2 separate regions of the Mus musculus genome follow, and region 1 is linked to region 2. A link is a contact called in public HiChIP or PLAC-seq data. All regions are on one chromosome and are shown on one strand. Each heading gives the region's core, a stretch centred on a gene start, on an enhancer-like site or on the middle of the called end of the contact. The rest is flanking DNA. Distances are from core to core; before and after follow the strand shown.

What was found. HiChIP or PLAC-seq counts read pairs in DNA pulled down with a chosen protein or histone mark.
Region 1: a contact with region 2 is called in an H3K27ac HiChIP or PLAC-seq map of microglia, with 7 times the contacts expected there. The contact joins two enhancer-like sites. A contact is called at or near these places in 5 of 484 Hi-C or Micro-C datasets (the Ba/F3 cell line, the N1E-115 cell line, cardiomyocytes and 2 more) and 1 of 115 datasets of contacts at active chromatin or transcription factors (microglia).

Annotation. Positions count from the first base shown.
Region 1 is chr2:156,522,641-156,529,076 of GRCm38.p6, reverse strand. It overlaps Epb41l1 (erythrocyte membrane protein band 4.1 like 1), which reads right to left. Exons shown (of 25, transcript NM_001368800.1): 16 at 5,917-6,436; 17 at 5,306-5,416; 18 at 3,789-4,196; 19 at 2,084-2,188. Among named protein-coding and RNA genes, the nearest start is that of Aar2, 22 kb to the left of the region's middle. Within about 2 kb of position 2,161, at least 2 of the 459 cell types and tissues checked have an H3K27ac peak or open chromatin away from gene starts, as enhancers often do. A contact at or near this core is called in microglia, where this site is marked.
Region 2 is chr2:155,976,764-155,983,123 of GRCm38.p6, reverse strand. It overlaps Cep250 (centrosomal protein 250), which reads right to left. Exons shown (of 33, transcript NM_001130000.1): 19 at 3,813-3,980; 20 at 3,278-3,412; 21 at 1,619-1,741. Among named protein-coding and RNA genes, the nearest start is that of Cep250, 23 kb to the right of the region's middle. Within about 2 kb of position 3,638, at least 188 of the 459 cell types and tissues checked have an H3K27ac peak or open chromatin away from gene starts, as enhancers often do. A contact at or near this core is called in microglia, where this site is marked.

The sequences.
Region 1 (6,436 bases), core at 912-3,411, 550 kb before region 2:
ATGTCTCAGACTGGCCTATGGGCAGTCTGTCAGGCATTCTCTTGATTAATGACTGATGTGGGAGGGCCCAGGTCACTGGAGGAGGTACCAACCCTGTGCAGATGGTACTGTATGATATAAGAAAGTAGGCTAAAGTTGGCTGGCACTCAGGAGACAGAGACAGGCAGATTTCTGTGAGTTCAAGGCCAGCCTAGTCTATAAAGCAACTTCCAGGACAGCCAGAGATACAGAGATACCCTGTCTCAAAAGGAAAGAAAGAAGAAAAAGAAAGAAAGAAAGAAAGAAAGAAAGAAAGAAAGAAAGAAAGAAAGGAAGGAAGGAAGGAAGGAAGGAAGGAAGGAAGGAAGGAAGGAAAAAAGAAAGAAAGAGAGAAACAAAGAAACAAAGGAAGGAAGGACTGAAAGAAAGTAGGCTGAGCAAGCCACGAAGAGCAACCAGTAAGCAACACTCCTCCATGGCCTCTGCTTCAGTTCCTGTCCCCAGGTTCCTGGCTGAAGTTCCCTCCGTGATGGGTGTGACCTGAGAGTTCTAAGCTGAAATAAACCCTCTCCTCCCCAAGTTGCTTCTGATCATGTTTTATCCCAGTGATAGAAACCCTAACTACAACAGAAGTTGATACTTCTAAAAGTCCACCAAGAAATATGAACAAGGAAACTTTACCATAGCACTGAATACTGGGAAAGATAAAATCCATCACAGGGTCCAGTGAGGGGAGACGGAAACACAGTTAGGACATGCTTCCCCAGTGGACATGGGGCTGGGAGGTAAAGTGCTCACTTAACATGCATGCATGAAGCTTGGGTTCTATTCCCAGACCCCATTTAAAAAATGCAAAAATTAGGTATTTGCTGCAACCTGCAATCTCATCATCACATGGGAGGTAGAAGCAGGAGGAAGCCCAAGGTCACCTTCAGCAGCACAATAAGTTTGAGGCCAGTCTGAGATACCTAACAGGGACCCTGTCTCATGAAGACAGAAGTGAAGGAGGAGGGACAGAGACAGAGAGACAGATAGAGACAGAGACAGCAATTGAGTAAATTCTAAGCTTGTTGAGGGCAAAGGATATACTGTAAGAGTCAGTGGTCTTATTTATCTAATAACTTTAAGTATGAACAGATGTGAACATCTGTGTTAGTATCTTCTCCCAGGAGACAACATATAGATAATGTCATCCAGTCTATTGACTTTTATAACTGGACATTTTGATGTTTTGATGACACCAGGTTATGGGATTTAAGGTCGTTTTGATTTCTTTATCCTTTGCATTAAAAACAAAGGTTGCTAAAACAAAGCAAGCCAGGGAGGGCAGAGGCCTGTCTGGGGTAGCCAGCTTACGACTCTCTAACGGCAGGAGCAGCTGCAAAGCCATTACTTGGCATACTGTAACAGTAGGAGAAAAAAATCTGGAAAATACATTTGTGTTATTTTATGTCATATTCAGAATGCCTGTGCTGGGGGTGGAACCCCAGGTAAGGACTCTGCTCTTGGTCACCAGGAGAAGGGACTGAGCTCTGAAGTCCTGTGGCAAGAAGAACCAGGGGCAATCCCTCAGACTTATACATTTTAAAAGTTGAAGAGCCACAGAGGACACACAGGAAGTGTGCACTAAGCTGTGAGCTGTTCCCAGGCAAGCTAGCCTTCTCCAGGGTGCAAGCTAGTTTCACCTCACTAACACATTCTTCAGTCATTTGGGCCTGGTTTGTTCATCTTTCCAATCGAATGTGGAACCTCCATGCATAAAAAATGACCCAGATAAGCTGTTCTGAACAACCAGTGACTGAGAGGTCTCCTTTTCTCTCCCCCAAGCTGCCTTGGAAAGATCCTCTCCACACGTATCAAGCAGCCTGAAAGCCATGCCTCTAAACTGCTAGCCATGAGCACTGAACACCCCCAGGAGGAGGGGGGGGAGGCAACATCACCCCCATTTACAGATGGGAAAGCATGGTTTTTCCCTGTTCCGTGTCTGACCTCAGGGAGGATGAAGGGAAGGAAAAGGTTGACCAAAGGGCTTGGCCACTTCAGTGAGGATCCTATGTTCAAATGGCCGGTCCCTGTGTCAGGTTACAGTAGGGGCACAGGTTACCTGGGTGCTGTCTGCAGCGGAGACTCTGCTTTGCAGCATGGCCTCTGGCTCAATCTTCTTCCTGATTGCCAGACTGCTGACGGTCATGGTTTCTGCTTTCACAGACTACAGGAACATAAAGGGGACACGTGAAAACTCAAGCCTAGACACAACTCCTCTTCACAGACAACAGGGATGCAGGAGGAGAAAGCTCTCTCCCAACCCCACGGAAAAGTATGTAAAGGCATGGTTGGTGTCACTGAGAAAGGACCCAAAGAGAGAGAGCCAAGGCCACTGCCTGCATGAGGAGGGCCTGACCCCATGCTTCAGGGCTGCATGTCTTTTGAGGCTGTATTGGTGTGGTTAAACTCAATGCTCAGCGTTCTCCTTACACACACGTCGCCTACACCTTTTAGTCACTTCGTGCAAACTGCTGCTCAGTGGAAGAACTACACACGGAAGTATCCAGGGGCCAGGCAACAGATGGGAACAGGCGAGGAGGCTAGCTGGCCGAAAGATATGGAAAGCATGGGGGATTCCATTCAGGTGTGGATTTATCGTCGCCTCTGCATGGTGGGCTTTTCTTTGGTATATTTTTTATGATATAAAAAAACACAATGTAATTTTAAAAATTAAAGCCAGAGAAAACACATCAGTTGGCTTTACAAACCGTATCCTAGGTGTCTCAAGCTAAATGATCAGCTTCTATTGACTCGACTCTCAGGCCTAGTTCATGGCTTTACACACTGTAGGTCTGATAAATGGATCTAGCTTTTCATGTGGTTGGAAGGAAGAGGGAGAAAGGAGAGATTCTTCCAGAATCCTGGTATCTAGCTGCTCATTCGTTTATCGTCCCTTGGTACCGAGTGTACCTTAGAACAGCTAAGACCTGGTGGGAGAAGGGCAGAGCAACCAGCCATTGCCCTGACTGTGCTGGAAATGTTAGAGCCAAAGTGGCAGGACAGAGCAGGATGCTGTAGGGCTAGTACTGCCTCCCAGGTAGCCAGAAAAGCACGGAGAGAGGTGCGTGAGCTGTCCTGGATCACGGTGAGGCACGGAAAGGGAGAAGGAGCCTTCCGCCCAGAGGGTACAGCATGGGGTAGGATACCAGCATGAATAAGCTGGTGTTCACTGTCTAGGGGTGGGGGCGAGGATCTGCTAGGGTAAAGGGAAAGGGGGAGTTTCTGAGACTCCTCTGTGCAGCTCTACTAAGGGAGCCACAAAGCAGAGAAGCTCAGACGCTGGCCCTGCATCCTCTCCAGAGGTTGTGTCTTCTCTTTTCCTGGAGTGTCCACTGCCAGCCCTAACATCTCAGGACCTGGTGGATTTAAATAACTGCCCCTTCTCCAGACCCTGGTAAAATGAGCCCTGGCCTGCATCAAGAAAAACCACTCAGCGTTCAGACCAGCTGTAGGAGGCTCAGGAGTCCACGGACACATGCTCTCTCCAGGTGCTATGCAGCACAGTTCAGGGGGATCAAGGAGGCAGTAAATCATCACTTGACCTCAGCAAGTGATGGGGGTCACGGGGTTAAAACTGCCACGGAGCACCTGTAAGTGGTGGACCGACACAGCAGACATGCGTTGCAGAACCATGCTGTTCTACGAGGGGCAGTCATGCAACACCAGACAGAGCTTCAGGCTGCAGCTGATGGCTGCTCTCCTTACTCATGGCCCAGAGCCCTCTGAACATGCAGTGCCCGGTTCTCCGTGAAGCTCCACTGTACCTCAAACTGGGGCATTTCTGGAGTGGAACAGGCCCCTCGATCCGGGCTGTCCTCGAGGCCCCCAGATTCATCCTCTTGGCTGGAGGGCCCCTTGAGATCCCGGGCGAACACCAGGCCCTCTGTCTCAGAGTCACTTTTATCCCGATCAAGCTCAGGGAGGCTTCGGGAGAAGTCTTCAAAGGCGCCGCCATGGTAGTCACCAATAACCGTGAAGTCCACCTCAGCCTCCAGGCTGGACGTGGAGCTGACCGTAATGCTGGAGCACTTGCGCTCAATGGCCAGGTGGTTGTCCTTCAGGAATACGGCGTCCCTCTCCTGGTCCTGGTCCTCATCTCCCGTGTCGCTCTCTGGGGCACGTGGGCGTGGTGGTTTGACTTTCTCCTCTGAGCCCTCCCTCAGCCCTGCTCTCTATGGCCGGATAAAATCGGGGGGGGGATGGGGATGTGGGGTGGGGAGAGAGAGAGGTCAAGATGGTGAATGCCAGAGGACATCTCAAGGTTGTGATGATGTTCCCAAGTGGAAGAACAAGTCAGGAAACGGAAAAACACCCCAGAAAGGTTTCCTTGGAATCGAACACAAAACAAAACAAAACACAACGAAACCTTCTCGAGAGTGGGGATGCTCTTTGGAGGGTCTCACATGGATGCCAAAGCAATACAAAGCTAGCATCCTTCCAGCGAGTTCTGGACAGGAGGCCCCCTCCAAGGCTAGGATCCAAAAGCCTGTCAGAAGCGGCATAAAGGCAGGGATGGAGGCCTGGACCACAGGCTCATCCGTGCAGGCGGCATTGAGAGGCAAACTGAGGAAGAAGGCCAGGGATTCAGGGGAACCTGGGAGAGGAGGCAGAGAGGCTGGGGCTGGAAGCTAGAGGAACACAGAAGAAGCCAGCAGCCTGTCAATTGCACTGAGTCTCTGGGGGAGAGGCAGCACCATCCAAGGGAAGAAGAAAAACTGACCCAGGACCTCTGGACTCCAGCTTCCTGGAATTCACACCAGTGCCGCCTTGAACTCCATGGTAACCACTGAGAGGAAGTTCTGTCCACATCAGTGTAATTGACAACGGCAGGCCAAGGGAACACCCAAGGGGAACCAGCAAACTGTGTCCTAAATACATACCTCTCAACTGGCCTGTCAGGGATTAAACACCACACGTGCATTTTGTTTGTTTGTTTTTGTTTTTTTGTTTTTTTGGGTTTGGTTTGTGACTTCCTTTCTTTCTTTTTTTTCTTTTTTTCTTTTCTTTTCTTTTTTTTTTTTTTTTTTTTGAGACCAATTCTAACACCCACACCATATTTAGAAAGAACTCATTTCAGTACGCTTCAGAGATTCACTTGTTAACCAGCCATCACGTGGCCAGGTTCTGGAAGGTTGAGAGGTGTGAGGAATATATTGCGGACAAGCCAGAGTGTGAACAGCTGCAAGGGGGTTGCTACTAGGGCAGGTGGGAACCTAGGGAACGGCGCATCCCGGTTGGATGAAGATGACCAAGTCATCGGGCACAGAGGGACTGCAGAGACCTGAAGGCCCGGAGGGCTGGCGAATCTCAGACGCCCCCCCTTCCCAGGGGTGCTTGGCGCTAAGCGGCCGAAGGAGTTCTTGTCTTCCCCGCCCGCATCTCCGGCTTTGCTCTGGATTAGAGAAGACAGTTAGTCTTAAGGAGGTAGAAGGAAGGTGGAGAGGGAAGCAGAGTGGAGGAGACCTCTGAACTGTCAGCTTCTACAAGGTGGGATTCAGGGGTGGGGAAGGGTGGAGTATGACCACTGTATAAGCCAAGCATGACAGGAGGAGTCCAGCAGGTGGGAGGGGCAAGGCAAAGCAGGTATGTAATCTGCTGCTGCTGCTGCTGGTGGTGGCTCCTTCTCTGCGGCCACTGTGCGATCCTCTGAACATACATAAGGTCGCAGCAAAGCCTGGGGACTCTAACGCGCTAACAAGGGCTGAGCAGATGACCCCATCTCTCAGCGGCTATCTCAGGCCCATGTAGGAGGAGACCTTCTAAGGATGACCAAGCAGTGTCATTGCAGGAATGGCGAGGGCCGCTGAGGCATGCTTCTAAGGTGCCACGGAGCATGCGCTCAGCCTCCACAAAGGGGAACTTAGTGGGTGCAGGGCTCACGTGGCCAGTTACCCCAGTAGCTTCCTCCAGCGTGGTTTCACAGCCTGAGTCAGGGGACACGAGCTCTGGGTCTGTGCATCTTTCCTGGTGGGAGGTAGTTGGGGTGGCCTCCCCATAGTGCTGGGTAGCCAGAGGCATGACAGAAGAACAGGTAACTTTGGGGCTGGCCAAGTCCCCAGGAGGCTGGAGTTGGACAAAGCCCAAGTCCCGAGGCTTACTGCGCTCCTCCACCTGTCCTGGGGACGCTTCCGAAGGCGGCTCATGTGGAAGGGTCCTCACTTCACCCTGACTGGCTCTGCAAGGCTCGGCTCCATGGGTCTCAAATATCCGAATTTTGTTAGCCACTGAGGTCTTGCTAACGTCTTCCTGGGAACCTCCTTGGTCCCTATCCTGGAGTGAAGTCTCCAGCTTTCCTGAAGGGAGCACCAACCCCAGGAGGGCAGGCCCCTCGGTTCCTTCAGGGACAACTCTGGGCTTCTTGCTGGCCACTGGAGGTGCTTTGCGCTCACCTTGCGGGTCCTTGTGCACTGGA
Region 2 (6,360 bases), core at 2,389-4,888:
TTACATGTTTATTCGTTTATTTGTGTACACACTTGAATGCATGCCACGACATGTTTGTGGAGGACAGTAGACAATTTGTAGGAGTTAGTTCTGAACTACCTCACTATGATGTATATGCAAGTTCACACACACACACTTTTTTTTTTTAATTATTCAAGACAGGGTTTCCTCTTTGTAGCCCTGGCTGTCCTGGAACTCACTCTATAGACCAGGCTGGCCTTGAACTCATAGAGAACCACCTGCCTCTGCGTCCTAAGTGCTGGGAGTAATGGTGTGCACCACCAATGCCTGGCTACACAACCCATTCTTAATCATCCTGTTTGTCTTCATAGCATGAGAAATCTTACATAAATGCAGACATGAATAAAAACCTTGCTGGGATACAACTATTCCAAAAGGCAAAGTGATGGGCAAGACCACAGTGACTATACACACACATACCAAAAAAGTAAAATAAAATAAAATAAAATAAAATAAAAACTTCGAGCCAGGCGGTGGTGGTGGTGCATGCCTTTAATCCCAGCACTTGGGAGGCAGAGGCAGGTGGATTTCTGAGTTCGAGGACAGCCTGGTCTACAGAGTGAGTTCCAGGAAAAAACAAACAAACAAACAAACCTTAGAACATCCTCTGTTATAGGCTTATGAGAAGGAAAAGCCATCTGGTAAATATGGACATAAGATTTCAGCGAGGACAGGAAAAACAACCCAAACTGGCTTGCTTTAGAAAAGTCAGCTTAGGGTCATTCCAGACAAGTGGAAAGCAGTGGTTGCAGTGTCCTGTAACACATCTCCACTGGAAATCACAATCAAAATGTGTGTGTGTGTAAGTGCAAATGTGTGTGCACAGGTAGGTCAGAGGTTAATATGTGTCCTCTATCATTCTCTAGCCTTTTTTTTTCCTTTTTTTTTTTTTTTGAGGCAGGGTCTCTCTTTCTCCTTAAACCTGGAATTTACTTTCAGCAGGATCAGCCGACCAGTGAGCTCCAGAGATCCTCCTGCCTCTGCCTCTTCAGCGCTAGGGTCAGCACCTGCCTTCACACCCAGATCTTCATGAGGGGGCTGAGAATCTCAACTCGGACCCTAACGCTGTGTAGCAGGTACTTTATCAGTGCAGCCATCTTCCTAACCGGCTCTTGTTTTAGAGACAGAATCCCACTCTGCAGCTCCAACTGACTTCAATCTCAACAGTCCACCTCTTAAATGCTGAGATTAAACATACAGTAATTGAATATAACCTAGTCACATTCTCTTATGCATTTTAAACCATCTCCAAGTTACTTACCAAACCTAATATGATGTAAACAGTACCTAATGAAATGTGAATGCTATGTAAACGGTTGTTATATTTTAGAGAACAAAAAAAAGTCTATACATTTACACTAAAAAGCCTTCCCAATGTTTTCAACTGGCCATTGGCAGAATTTGTGGATAAAGAGGGCTAGTAATACAATCCCAGAACTCTCAAAGGTACATGCTCAGCTCTGAACACCCTTCAACTCTGCATTTAGTTCGGTGGCCTATCTCTGTTCTCCCGAGGTCAAGAAGCAGGACCCAGATTCCACTGTCTGTAGAAGGGAGTAGGAAGGAAGGGCTGTGGGGCAAGTAGAAAAAAAGGTACCTGCTTCTGCAGGTCCAGCTTGTCCTTCTGGAAGGCAGCAAGGTCGTCCCTGTGCTGCTGGGCTGCCTCCTTCAGCTCCTGCTGTGTTTCCTGAAGCTGGGCCTGCAGCATGCCAGTGGTCTCCTATAGAAAGCAATCGGGGAGTACAGAAAAGCTCCCATGGGAGCTAGCTCCTGAAATCCTTACTATATAAATAATTGGTCTGTTTGTTTCTATTGAGTTGGCAGAAACTGAGGCAGGAAGTAGCAATGCATACTTTCTCCCTCTATTCTCAGACCTCATTTCCCCTCCTATGCCTGCATGGGTTCAGCCAACTTTTCTGGGCAAGCCCAAGAGCTGGTAACTGTCCCTAGCAGACTCATTAGCAGCCTCCTAAGCAGATCCTTATTTCCACTTAATTGCACACACACACACACACACACACATTTCCACCTGGTCTAGTACAGCATTAAAAAGATATCCTGGTCAGGCATGGTGACATATGCCTATAATCCTAGCTCTAGGGTAGCAGAGACATGTAGAAGCTACATAACAGAGAAACTCTGCCTCAAAAATTATTTAATTAATTAAGTTAATAATAAAAATGTAGTAATTTTGTAATTTAGTAGTTGAACATTTGCCTAACATATCCAGGTTTGATCCCCAGAACCACCAAAAGATAACAATAATTTAAAAAAAACGTAAACAAGAATATATAAAATCATGCATGAGGGGCTAGGGAAATGGTTGGTGGTTAAGAGCACTGGCTGCTCTTTGCTCTTGCAGAATACCCAGGTTCAGTTCCCAGAAACCATATGGTGACTCAAAACTTCACTAACTCCAGTTCCAGGGGCTCTGACATCTTCTGGCCTCTGCAGGTACCAGGCCTGAACATGGTATATATACATACATGCAGGCAAGACATTCATACACATAACATAAAAATAAATAAATCTGGGACTGGAGAGATGGCTCAGAGGTTAAGAGCACTGTCTGCTCTTCCAGAGGTCCAGAGTTCAATTTCCAGCAACCCCATGGTGGGTCACAACCATCTGTTATGGGATCCAATGCCATTTTCTGGTGTGTCTGAAGACAGCTACAGTGTACTCATATACATAAAATAAATAAATATAAAAAAATCATGCATCTCTCTTACACTTAAAATATCAGTCACCAGTTTTCCACTGGCCTCTAAACAAACCCCAAGCTCCCATGGCTAAGGAGGGGTCCTTTCCTTCTCTCCTCTCTTCTGTACTGACCCCAAGTTTATCACACTAGAGCCATGTACCTCCTTTTACCCCATATTTCCTAAGCCTCTGTCTGTCTGTTTCAGGGCCCTCTGACAATGGAATCCTGTGCCTAACATGTCCTTCAAAACTACCCTTAGCTGGGAAGGTTCTGCTGCCAAGTGTGATGACCCGAAGTCAATCCAGGGTCCCAGCTGGCAGAAGGAAAGAGCCAACTCTACCATGGGAATTCCATAGGCATGTCATGCCATATGTACATGCATGCACATGCACACAGAATAAACAAACAGATGTAATTTAAAGGTAATTAAAAACTGCCTCCTTCTAGCACTGAAGCCCCACAGTTCAATCCCTAACAATACTTTAAATGAGGTGTTATGGTCCACACTAGGTGGTAGAAGCAGAAGGATCAGGCACAGGGCCATCGCCATACCTGTTCCTTTAACTTCTGAATCTTCATGTCCTGTCTCAGCCTTTCCAGCTGTTGACTAGCATCTGCCAGCTCCTTCTGGGTCCTCAGCAGTGTCTCCAGGAGGGATACTCTCTCCTTCTCTGTTTCTAGCTGCATCTGGGGAAGGGCAGGAAGGGCAAGGGCTTCATGGCTCTGGATTATCATGTTCACCCAGGAGGCCATAAGCACATCTCATCTGCTCCAAGGTCTTCCAACAACAGGATGAGGGGCTGAGGGCAAGGGAAAGTCTCGGACCATTAACTTAGAACCAGGAAGTGCAAAGACTGCCACCGGCTCATAAGCTGACAGGATGTGGTCAATGCTGGCCCTCCCTCGGGAAGTATGACACACTGCCTGCTTGCAGCTAACTGCATGTTAGTCTCCTCACAGGCAGCAGGGCAGTAGCTACACTCTTCAGGAAGCCCCTCCTGAGCCCTGTTCTTAGGAATGGAAAAGTAAGAGGGGAAGAGACCGGGCATGCAAACATCATGAGGATATAAAGCTCGAGGATGCTTACTTGATACAGGGCGCTGTCAGCCTGGCTTCGTTCCTCTTCCCTCTGTGCACGGATGGCTTCCATTTCTGTCTGCTGCTCTCTCAGCTTTGTCTCCAGCTCTGCTCTCTCCCTCTCGAGGGTTTCCAGGGTCTTATCCAGCTCCTGCTGCAGCCAGGAGCGCTCTTTCTCCTGATCATGTAAAGGAACCCATACTGTTAAAGCCAGTGAGTGAGAGAGGAGACGGGGAGCTTGTCTGGACTTAGAATCTCTTCACTGTCTCACTGTGACATGGGCACTGCTTTAAGCCTGGTGACTCATTTCTCAGGGAAGTTTAAATCCCTGTCTCACTAAAATTTAAAGGTCATTTAATATTTTTTTAAAAGATTATTTTTAAAAAATAATATATAAACTGGAAGTGGTGGTGCACTCCTTTAATCCTAGTACTTGGGAGGCAGAGGCAAGGTGGATCTGAGTTTGAGGCCAGCTTGGTCTAAAGAGTAAGTTCTAGGACAGCCAGGGCTACACAGAGAAACCTTGTCTCAAAAAAACAAAACCAAAAAATAAAATAAAATAATGTCAACTGCACAACCATCATAAACACCAAACCTTCAGGGTCAAAAAGCCAACTATAAAAATAACAAAATTAAGTTGTTCGCTCTGTCTAAATGTATGGCCACCAGAGAGCTAAATTTGTGATGTCAAAACAGGAAGAAATAGTCTATCAGTGCTGGTTAGCTATGAGCAGAATATTTTGCTATTGAAAGTGCCACGTCCTGGGCAGTGAGACGGTGCAGAAAGTAGAAGCAGCTGCTATGTCAGTTTGCAGACCTGAGGCCCAGCTCCAGAACCCACACTGGAGGGAGAGAATCAACTTAAGACTTTTGATTATTTTGTTTTTGAATATTTATTTTTATTTATGTGTATATGTGTGGCATATATGTATGTATGGGCACAGAGGCCAGAGGAAGGCTTTAGAGGCAACTGGGAATCACCTGAGGTGGTTACTAGGGACCAACTCAGGTCCTCTGAAGAGCAGACTCTCTAACCATGGATCTCTCTAGCCCCTTGATCATGTTTTACAGTGAGTTTGCTGACAAGAAAGCAGCCAAAAATTTGCTCATTTTTGGAATTATGTGGGTATGACAGCAGGTATTTTCAAATAGTTGAGTAGTGTCCACAAGGCATTTCCTCAACTAAAATTCAGTCATGATACCTCCTGAAAGCCCAAAGTAAAAGATTATAACCCTGCTGACTGATCAGCTAATGGCCTCAGATTTCCTGAAAGGAGTGACTATCATGGTCACACTTGGGCCATGGTGGTCCCTTCTCTCTTCCCCTTCCCACACCCTCAGACAGACTACTCCCTTGTAACTGTTTTTAATTAAATAAAGGTTTAGAGAGGGTCTCACTATGAAATCCTGGAACTCATTAAGTAGATCAGGTTGGCACTGAACTCACAGACATCCACCTGCCTCAGCTTACGAAGTGCTAGAATTAAAAGCGTGTACTGCTACTCCGTCCAGCTGAGAAGTGTTAGATGATATGTGCTCTGTCCTCTCTGGTGCCTGCATCTGCCTTAGTCAGAGTGACACGAGGTAGGAAGCACTGGGCCACATAAGCACCATACTTAGGAGTGTAGCTACTATAGTTCCTCATGCCCCAAAAGGCATAAAAATAAATCTACATGAGTATAAAATAAAAACAAGAACAAGAAATTTAATTAAGTAATTAGACGGCAGAAGAAACAATTCTTTTTTTCCCCCCAGACAGTTCTAGTCCTGGCTGTCCTGGAACTATCTCTATAGACTAAGCTGGCCTCAAACTCACAGAGACCTGCCTGACTCTGCCTCTCGAATGCTGGGATTAAAAGGCATGTGATACTACATACACTAGCCTCCTAACTTTTGGAAAAAGGGTATTCCTTTGTAACACAGGTAGCCTTGAACTCACAAGGCTCCTGCCTCCTGGATGCTGAGATTATAACTGTGCTCTGCCAGGTCTGCTCCTAGGCTCCATACTTAATTCTTCATACACATCAAGCAAGCAAGCAGGCAAGGCAGCAAACAAAACACACACACACACACACACACACACACACACACACACACACACACACTGGATTTTATATCTTGGTAGTCACATTTCATTCTTCTTCTTTTTTGGGGCATAGTTATATATTTTAATTTAAAATGCTTATACATAAATACTGTTTTATTTCTGTCAACCTTTTAAAATATATTCATAATTAATGTTTTCTAAAGGTCTATTTACCTGTTTTAATATGAGTAGATGCATTAAAGGCATACACTCTCAGATTTCCCCATTAAGGCATCTAGATGCATAGTTACCAATTATAGAATGAAAAGAAGTTAAGATATATCAGTAAAAATTATTCATAGTTTTTTAAAGATTTATTTTATTATTATATCTAAGTACACACTGTTGCTGTCTTCAGAAGAGGGTGTCAGATCTCATTATGGGTGGTTGTGAGCCACCATGTGGTTGCTGGGATTTGAACTCAGGACCTTTGGAAGGTCACCTTTGGAAGAGCAGTCAGTGTTTTTTAGTT